3 separate regions of the Pan troglodytes genome follow, and all the other regions are linked to region 2. Evidence: chromatin contacts called from public HiChIP or PLAC-seq data. All regions are on one chromosome and are shown on one strand. Each heading gives the region's core, a stretch centred on a gene start, on an enhancer-like site or on the middle of the called end of the contact. The rest is flanking DNA. Distances are from core to core; before and after follow the strand shown. Region 1 holds the start of CHMP6 (charged multivesicular body protein 6). Region 2 holds the start of ENDOV (endonuclease V). Region 3 holds the start of LOC112206097.

Region 1 (2,806 bases), core at 306-2,805, 570 kb after region 2:
ACTTTTGTAGTTTTGTAGAGACACAGTCCACTATGTCAGGCCAGGCTGATGTCGAACTCCTGACCTCAGGTGATCCACCCACCTCAGCCTCCCAAAGTGCTGGGATTACAGGCGTGAGCCACCACGCCTGGCCAGACGGAGTCTGCTAGAGTCTCGGGGATTTTATACGGACAGGATGGGGGCGTGGCAGGCCAGGGTGGTCTTTGGAAATGCAACATTTGGGCAGGAAAACAAAAATCCCTGTCCTCACCTAGGTTTGTGGGCACAGGCAGTGGGGGGATCCCTAGCCAAGGATCACGCCTTCCTCTACCCAGCTCTTCCTTCCCCCTTCATGAGGAGCAGGGAGTAGCAAGTCTTTTTTTTTTTTTTCCTCAACGTCCCCATGGACACCAAGGAAAAAAGTACTTCAGATGTCTTAGTGAGACAAATCAGAGGATGGGAGATGAACCCCACAAAAATTCAGGGGCCCCCTCACCTCAGTGAAGGTTCTGGAGTCCAAAGGTTTGGAACAGGTGATAATTATTCTCCTTTCGATGTTATTTGTTATATTTTTTGTAGAGACGGGGGTCTTGCTATGTTGCCAGGCTGGTCTTGAACTCCTGGCCTCAAGCCATCCTCAGCTGAGTGCTTTTCTTTGACACTTAGTGAATGCTCAGGAACCACAGTCAGGATACTCAGGCGGGAACCGGGGTGGCTTCTCCCTTTTACCCTTTATCCCCATTCATGTGTTTCTTAGCACCCCAGGGAAGAATGCTTCTGTGGGGGACGCAGCCACAATTCCTTGGAAGGAGAAGCTGAGCCCAGCCATGCTGGTCTCCTCCTGGCACTGATCTACAGACGGGGAGCAGCGCAGTGGAAGAGGGAAGATCCCAGGGCTGAAGGGCTGGGTGGAGGGCGCTGCTGGTTGCATTTCAGGGAACACTTTAAAATGCAAAGCGGGCCGGGCGCGGCGGCTCACGCCTGTCATCCCAGCACTTTGGGAGCCCGAGGTGGGTGGATCAGAAGGTCAGGAGCTCAAGGCCAGCCTGGCCAATATGGTGAAACCCCGTCTCTACTAACAAAAATTAGCCGGGCGTGGCAGCAGGCACCTGTAGTCCCAGCTACTCAGGAGGCTGAAGCAGGAAAATCACTTGAACCCGGGAGGCAGAGTTTGTAGTGAGCCGAGATAGTGCCCCTGCACTCCACCCTGGGCGACAGAGCAGGACTTCATCAAAAAAAAAAAAAAAGTGCAAAACGTTGGATATCACATCATTAATGCGGCATTTTGTGTTCAGAGCCAGTGGGACAGTGATTCCTGCACAAGATTCCTGAAAGCCTGGGGAGACTGAATTATGTTAATCTAAAAGGATCCCATCTAATTAGGAGATAAGAAATTTTTGCCTTCACCTGCACAGGAAGGGTGCACGGAAACACGTTATTTAGAACATCCCGGGCCCGAACATCGCGGGGCCTAACATCCAGGTATCCGTGCCACTTCTCTGTACCAGTCCAAGGAGGCCGCGGTGTTCGCGGCGGTCGCCGAGACCGGCGGGCTGTGGTTTCGAACCCGCGGCAACGGCGCGCGGCCGGAGGAGGCGCTCGGGCTTCGCGTTCCGCGGCGCCTGGCCCGGCGCGGCCGCCGTAGCGGGAGGACCCGAGCTACGGTAGCCGTGGGGCGGGGGTGGCGATTGGACTTGGTGGGTCCCGGGCCAGGGGCGGGCGCCGCCATGGGCAACCTGTTCGGCCGCAAGAAGCAGAGCCGCGTCACGGAGCAGGACAAGGCCATCCTGGTGAGGGCCCGGGCCCGGGGTCAGGGCTGGGGCCGGGACAGGCGACGGGGCCGGGGCGGGCGGCGGGGCCGGAAGAGCCCCGCGCCCTCGGCCCCCCGCGTTCGGATGGGGAAACTGAGGCGCAGCGCGCAGCCGGGCCCCTCGGTCTCTCCGCCCTGCGTCCCTCCTCCCCCGCGGGGCCTCGGGCCGGGGTCTCCTGCGCGGCGCCGTGGCTGCCGACTTCCCCCGGGCCCGCGCGTCCGCCTCTGCGACCTCCGCCGGGGTGGGCGCGGCTGGTGACTGCGGGATTCGACGCCGGCGTTCGGGGCTCGGCCACAGCCTGGCGGCCTGTCCGTGGGGTCCGCGCGGCGCTGGGCTTTCCCTGGCTCTGGGCCCGCGGGAGCAGGTCCCGGCCCCGGGGGTCCCGGCTCTCCCGGAGTCGCTGCCCCCGCCCCCGTCCCGCGGCTCATTTGCCTCCTGGTGCCCTGGGTCGGAGCCCCAGCGGTGCTGCCGGCTTCGCGAGGCAGCGCGGAGCATCCCCTCTCCCTCACCCCATCCAGGCCAGGACTGGAAGGAAATCTGCCCTGGTCCGAGGAGCGGCCGACAGGTGCGCCGAACGCCTGCCGGGGTCCTGCCGGGTTTCCGCAGCGCCTGGGTGCAGGACCACCGTGTTTGGCGCGTTTGTTTGCGGCGACTCCAGACTGACTCCGGGGCACAGCCGGGCCGGTGGTGGTGCCTTTTCCCATGTGAAAGTTAGCTTCTGTAGGAGGAGGAATCGCCTGGCATGTCAGGGACACGGCGGGTTAAGAATAGTCCATTTTTGTAACGAGATAAACGTGTCACGAAAGAGACCCCGAAATGGAAGCAGGGCTAGCTTTTTCGGATGCTTTCTTTTCTAAATTTTGTGCAATAGAAATAGGTTAATTTTATACTAAAAGAGAAGCGAATGTAAATGAAAGAGGGAATCTTACGTTGGCATCTGAGTCCATAAGCTGTGAAAAGAAACAACGGGCACATTTGTCCCTAGAGAAGATGGGCACAGCGCTGGGCACCGTCCC
Region 2 (2,739 bases), core at 138-2,637:
CTAACACCCTTGACGTTTATATTCAGACTATTATATATACATACACACATACACCCTTCTGAATCCTCCCAGGAGAATATAAAACCATGGGTTAAACTGCTACACTTCAGCTTCAGTGGCTGCCTTTCAGTGCTTCAAATACACCAACCTCTTTCCCACCCCGCGACCTGCACGAGAAAGCTGCTCCACTCACCCGCCGTGCTCTTTCACTCACCCTTCAGGTGTCTTCAATATCGCCTCTCAGGCCTTTCCCAACCACCGGTTTAAAGTCGGCTCCCCACAAATAAATACATATTCTCCCTCACAGTACTTCGCACAACACCTGGTACAGCGAGAGCACTGAACCAACACTCATTCAATGAGGAACACGAGGTAAGAACCAAGACCCCCCCCCAAGGTCGCCGTACTTTGCCTGGTAGGAGAAGCTTTCTGCCCAGCAAGGTCCGACCCAGATGAAACCCAGTCCAAGTTTGCAGCACCCCCGTGAGTCCAGCCCGCTAAACTGTGAAGAATTTAAATACACGACACCTGCCCTCAAAAGCCTGAGGGCACCCCTGAGCTGCCATCGAGGTGGGGGCGTCAACGACAGGCGCTCAGTAAGTGCTCCTGAGGCAACTGCCGGGCGGTCCTGAACCTGGTGAATCCTTTCGGGGTTCAGCAAAGGCGGACGCTGACCGGGCCAAGGAGTGGGACCTGCAGTGCTGGACCACCCTTTTCCAAGGGGCAGAAGTGCCGTGCCCGCCGGCTCTCAACAGGGCAAGAGGCCCTCTCGCCGTGCAGAGCGCAGCGCTTGCGGCGGGGACAGCAGAGGCGGGACGGGCGTCACGGAGTTCCCGGGTCCTCGCGCGGTCACTTACCTGGCCTCAGCTATCCGCTGAAAAAGGGGCGGACGGCCTCCCGGGATCCGAGCCGATATCGCGCGCGGCGCCGCGGGGCAACCTGAAGCCGTGTGCGTGCGTGTGCGTTCACGCAGGGGTCACCCAGCGGCCACGGGCTTCTGAAGACGCGGGTGGGAAGTGCGGCCCGGGAAAGCGCAAGCGTCTCCATGGCAACGAGGGCGGACGGCGCCTGCGCGAGTCGCTTCCGGAAGTGACGCGCGGAAGGGGTGCCCGGGACGAAGCCATGGCCCTGGAGGCGGCGGGAGGGCCGCCGGAGGAAACGCTGTCACTGTGGAAACGGTAATGCTGTCAGGCGACGCGCAGGAGGCGGGGGCCGAGGCCGGGCGGCCCTTCGCGGACCTTCCGAGCTCATAGTCTTCAGGCTGTGGAATCGGAGCTGCCACCGCCCGAGCCTCCCCAAAGCAAAGCCCAGTTTCCGGCGCGGAAGCGGAGGGATCTCAGGAATTGTAGTCCGCGGGGTGGGCGCGGTTCTCGCTTCCGGCCAGTTTGTCTGGCCTGCGCTTGCGCGGGTCTCCGCCGCCTGGGCTCCTAGGGACTGTGGCCTCGGCGGTATGTCCCTTGCTTTCCCTTGAAGCGGGAGAAGACGCGGCAGAGGCGCTCTGTCCGCTGCAGCCGCGCGGGTGGAGGAGGCAGAGTCTGAGGTGTGACCCCGACCAAATTTGACGCTTCTGTCCTCCTAGGGAGCAAGCTCGGCTGAAGGCCCACGTCGTAGACCGGGACACCGAGGCGTGGCAGCGAGACCCCGCCTTCTCGGGTCTGCAGAGGGTCGGGGGCGTTGACGTGTCCTTCGTGAAAGGGGACAGTGTCCGCGCTTGTGCTTCCCTGGTGGTGCTCAGCTTCCCTGAGCTCGAGGTAACCTGGGAGGACGCCGAGCTCGAGGTGGGCCCCTCGGTGGGCTCGGGCGTGCGGTCTCCGGGACAGGGAGCAGTGCAAGCGTAGAACCCGGCTTCTCGTTTTGTAGGATGTCATTAATAGTCTGGGGAGTGGGCCGGGCGCGGTGGCTCACGCCTGTAATCCCAGCACTTTGGGAGGCTGAGGCGGGGGAATCACCTGAGGTCGGGAGTTCGAGACCAGCCTGACCAACATGGAGAAACCCGGTCTCTACTAAAAATACAAAATTAGACGGGTGTGGTGGTGCATGCCTGTAATCCCAGCTACTCGGAAGGCTGAGGCGGGAGAATCGCTTGAACCCGGGAGGCGGAGGTTGCGGTGAGCCAACATCACGCCATTGCACTCCAGCCTCGGCAACAAGAGCGAAACTCCATCTCAAAAAAAAAAAAAAAAAGTCTGGGGAGTTTTGGAAGGGAAAAAAAGGCAAAAATTAAAGGAATTCTGTGACTGTTAAGAATCAGCTCATGAGCTTTATCTTCAAGTCTGATTGTTATCTTGGGTTCTTCATCTCAGTGACCTGTCCACCACACTCCCAGTTGCCCAAGCTGGAGATCTGCGTCCTCCTGGGCCCCTCCGTTCCTCTCGCGTCCAGTTGCACACTAGCTCGCTTTTATTCTGCCTCTTAAATGTCGCTGGAATCTGTCCCCTTGTCTGTTTCCCCTCTGCTCCTTCCCTGGCTGTGCCACCATCACTCCTGTGGGTTCCTGAGCAGCATTTTCATGGGTGCCCTGGCTCAAATGTTCCTCCTCAGTGGTTTCTTTTCCATACTGCCAGCAGACCAATTTTCCTAAAAAACAAGTATTTTCCTCAAAAGCAACAAGTCCCCTCCCTCCCTCCCTCCCTCCCTTCCTCCCTTCCTTCCTTCCTTCCTTCCTCTCTGTCTCTCTCTTTCCTTCCTTTCCCCTTCCCCCACTCTGTGCCCAGGCTGAAGTGCAGTGGCATAATCTTG
Region 3 (2,700 bases), core at 123-2,622, 550 kb after region 2:
GACAGTTATTGCAGGCATGAGTGCTGTGAGCACCAAACAAGACCACAGAAGCTTCCAGAACAGCACTGGCACCAGGGAAGCACCCAATGGACACTGTCCGAGGTCACCTGAGGACTTCACAACTGCTGGTGCCACAGGGCTTGGGAGCTGGGAAGAACACAGCTCTTTGCCACAGCTCAGCCGATGCCAAGTCCCAGGGCTGCACGGTACCCGCCTGGACCATCAGAGGAGAGCAGACCCTGAGCTGGGCCCGGTCACCTGGTGCCACCCAGCTGAGGCCATGTCCTGTTGGTGGCTCCTGAGCTGGAGGAGGAAGAGCCCAACCACATGGGCCCTGCCTGTCCTTCCCCCTCCTCCACCTTGGGAAAGAACCTCACTGCAGCTGTTGGGGCGGCTTCCCTGCCCATCCCATCCTCCCTCCCGTGCCCACCCCCTCCGCCTGACTGCCGCCTCCTCTGCGGCAGGGGGGGGTCCCTCCTCCTGAGCCCCACAGTCCCTGCGCTGGCCCTGCCATCCCAGGGGCAGGAGCAGCCACAGGGCTCTTGGGGCTCTGAGGCTCCATCCGCCGTTGTGTGACCCAGGCACCAGTGTCCACAGAACACAGGACGAGAGTTACACACCCAGCCCCGCCACACCACTGTGAGGACAGAGAAGGCATGGCGTGACCTGCCACCTGGTGGAGGGCTGCGACCATGGAGGGTGCTGGATGCACCTACCCTGCCCTGCTGCCTGGAAGGGGGCCTCTGCTCCCCAGGGCCGGGGGACCATGAGTTCACCTCTGTCATCAGTGTCAGCATGACAAACCCCACTGGTGCCGCTCACAGCAGGATCCCACATCCCAGGCCAGCCCCCTCTGCCATGCCACCTACCTCACAGCCAAAGGTGGGAACAGCAACTCTGGGGAGAACTGGGGGTGCCGTGGCCACCGCGTCCCTGAGGCTCACGGAGGAGAGTGAGGCGAGGAGAACCATGGAGCTGGGCCCTGCCTTGGGAACCAAGCACTCGCCCTTTGCAGCCGCGGAGCCATCCTGATGGGCAGGCGGGGGCGGGGTCGCTGTGTAGCTGTGCAGAGAGCGCTCCGAATGGGGGTCTGTCACCAGCTCCCAAGCTCGTGGGTTCTCCCAAGATTCTTGTGGCACATGATTCATTGCCTTTCTTAACAGCATCGCTGAAAAGAGAAAAGGCCCTTTGGAAATTGATTGCAGTCCCTGGATGTGTCTCTTGGAGCACAGGTCCCTCGGTTCCCACTTGGCAAACCAGGCTTCATGTCCCCAAGACAGGGCCAGGCAGCCCATGCGCTCCACCCCCTCCCCCGCCAGCCTGCACGTCCTCCCCCATCGTCCATGCAGCCCCCGAGACACCCGCTGTCCCCGGCCCTGGGTCCTGACGTGGCAGGAAAGGCAGTTCAGGACCCCCCACCTCCCACCTCCCTATCCAAAACCCAGCCCTCACTCCCCAGAAGGCCATCACTGCAGCATCCTCCAAACAGCCTGTGGCCCCACAGGCATGCTCTGAGTTTGCTTCCAGGGGCCAGGAAGTGAGGAGCCCCCAGTGCTGAGGCCAGGGACACTCATGCAGGGCTCATGGCCACCAGCGACAGCCACCAAGGTCACTGCCCAAGGCTGCTTGAGCCATCCTGCCAGGTGGCCTCCTGGGCCCAGAAGGCTGATGTCACCCACGGCTCAGCATCGGAGGGCAGATGCCATCTGATGAGGTCAGAAGAACTGCCCAGACCCCAGGACCCCCACTCAGATCCCCACAGCCTGGTGAGGTACAGAACCACAGCCGCATCTGCAGGGGGAGGCGCAGGGGTACTCAGAGCTGTGGGTTCCCCTCTGGCCTCCCCTTGGAGGCTCTCCCGGCTGCCCTCCAGGGTCATCCACCATCCACCGCAGGCAAGCTGGAGGGGTGGATGGGAAGGCTTTGCCTGAGGGTGTAAGCCCCCAGGGCCCTCCAGGGAGGACAAGCTGCACGGCCGGGAAGCTCCGCAGCCTCCAACCCAGGGCTGGCAGGAGCTGGGGGCTGGGGGCTCCCCACATGGGGTCCCAGGCTCACCTCCCAGCAGGGGGAGGCCCAGAGAGCTGCCCGCACACCCTCACCAACTGCTCCCCAGTCCTGGCCCCTGCCTGGCTCACTGTGGTCAGAGTTTGCCCCCACAGAGAACCAGCCCCCAACTGCCAGCTGCTTCCACCTTCAGCAGCTGCTGGGGGCCAACCAGGTTCCACCCTGTAGCCAGGGGCTCCTCCAAACCCAGCGATGGGGGAGCCAGCCCTGAAAGCACCAGCCCCAGGGCAGCACAGGGCCTGTCACAGGCCTCCAGCGAGCAGCCCAGGATCCAAGGTGCCAGGGAGTCCAAGAGCAAGGCACACTGGGTTTACCAACCACAACCCCCTCCATGCCTTCTGTGTTAGAAGAAGAAAGAAGAAAAGGCAGCAAACTCAGACTGTGGAGCGGGAGCAGCCACCACCTGCATGGAGCAGAGGCCCAGGTGGGCATGGGGATCTGGACCAGCAGAGCCTTCCTGGGCTGCGCACCCCATCCATGTGGGAGACAAGAGCTTAAGGGCTCCCAGAAAGGCTCCCAACCATAGCAGCAAGGAGGGGCTGGATGCAGGAGAGCCACAGAGTTTGTCGCTGGTACAGTGGTATGACGTGCCTTGCAGGAGGAGGTGCCTGTGGGCAGTAACACAGCCGCCCCCAT

What was found. HiChIP or PLAC-seq counts read pairs in DNA pulled down with a chosen protein or histone mark.
Region 1: a contact with region 2 is called in an H3K4me3 HiChIP or PLAC-seq map of stem cell-derived excitatory neurons, with 10 times the contacts expected there. The contact joins the promoter of CHMP6 here to the promoter of ENDOV in region 2. A contact is called at or near these places in 3 of 7 Hi-C or Micro-C datasets (blood, induced pluripotent stem cells and stem cell-derived neural progenitor cells) and 1 of 1 datasets of contacts at active chromatin or transcription factors (stem cell-derived excitatory neurons).
Region 3: an H3K4me3 HiChIP or PLAC-seq map of stem cell-derived excitatory neurons shows a contact between it and region 2, with 8 times the contacts expected there. The contact joins the promoter of LOC112206097 here to the promoter of ENDOV in region 2. A contact is called at or near these places in 4 of 7 Hi-C or Micro-C datasets (blood, induced pluripotent stem cells and stem cell-derived neural progenitor cells), 1 of 1 datasets of contacts at active chromatin or transcription factors (stem cell-derived excitatory neurons) and 1 of 1 other capture datasets (stem cell-derived neural stem cells).

Annotation. Positions count from the first base shown.
Region 1 is chr19:94,383,149-94,385,954 of NHGRI_mPanTro3-v2.0_pri, forward strand. CHMP6 (charged multivesicular body protein 6) reads left to right here and starts at 1,556. Exons shown (of 8, transcript XM_016930992.4): 1 at 1,556-1,769. The coding sequence starts at 1,707.
Region 2 is chr19:93,811,577-93,814,315 of NHGRI_mPanTro3-v2.0_pri, forward strand. It overlaps ENDOV (endonuclease V), which reads left to right and starts at 1,388. Exons shown (of 11, transcript NM_001280289.1): 1 at 1,388-1,448; 2 at 1,580-1,778.
Region 3 is chr19:94,363,075-94,365,774 of NHGRI_mPanTro3-v2.0_pri, forward strand. LOC112206097 reads right to left here and starts at 1,373. Exons shown (of 2, transcript XM_024350739.3): 1 at 870-1,373. The coding sequence starts at 1,295.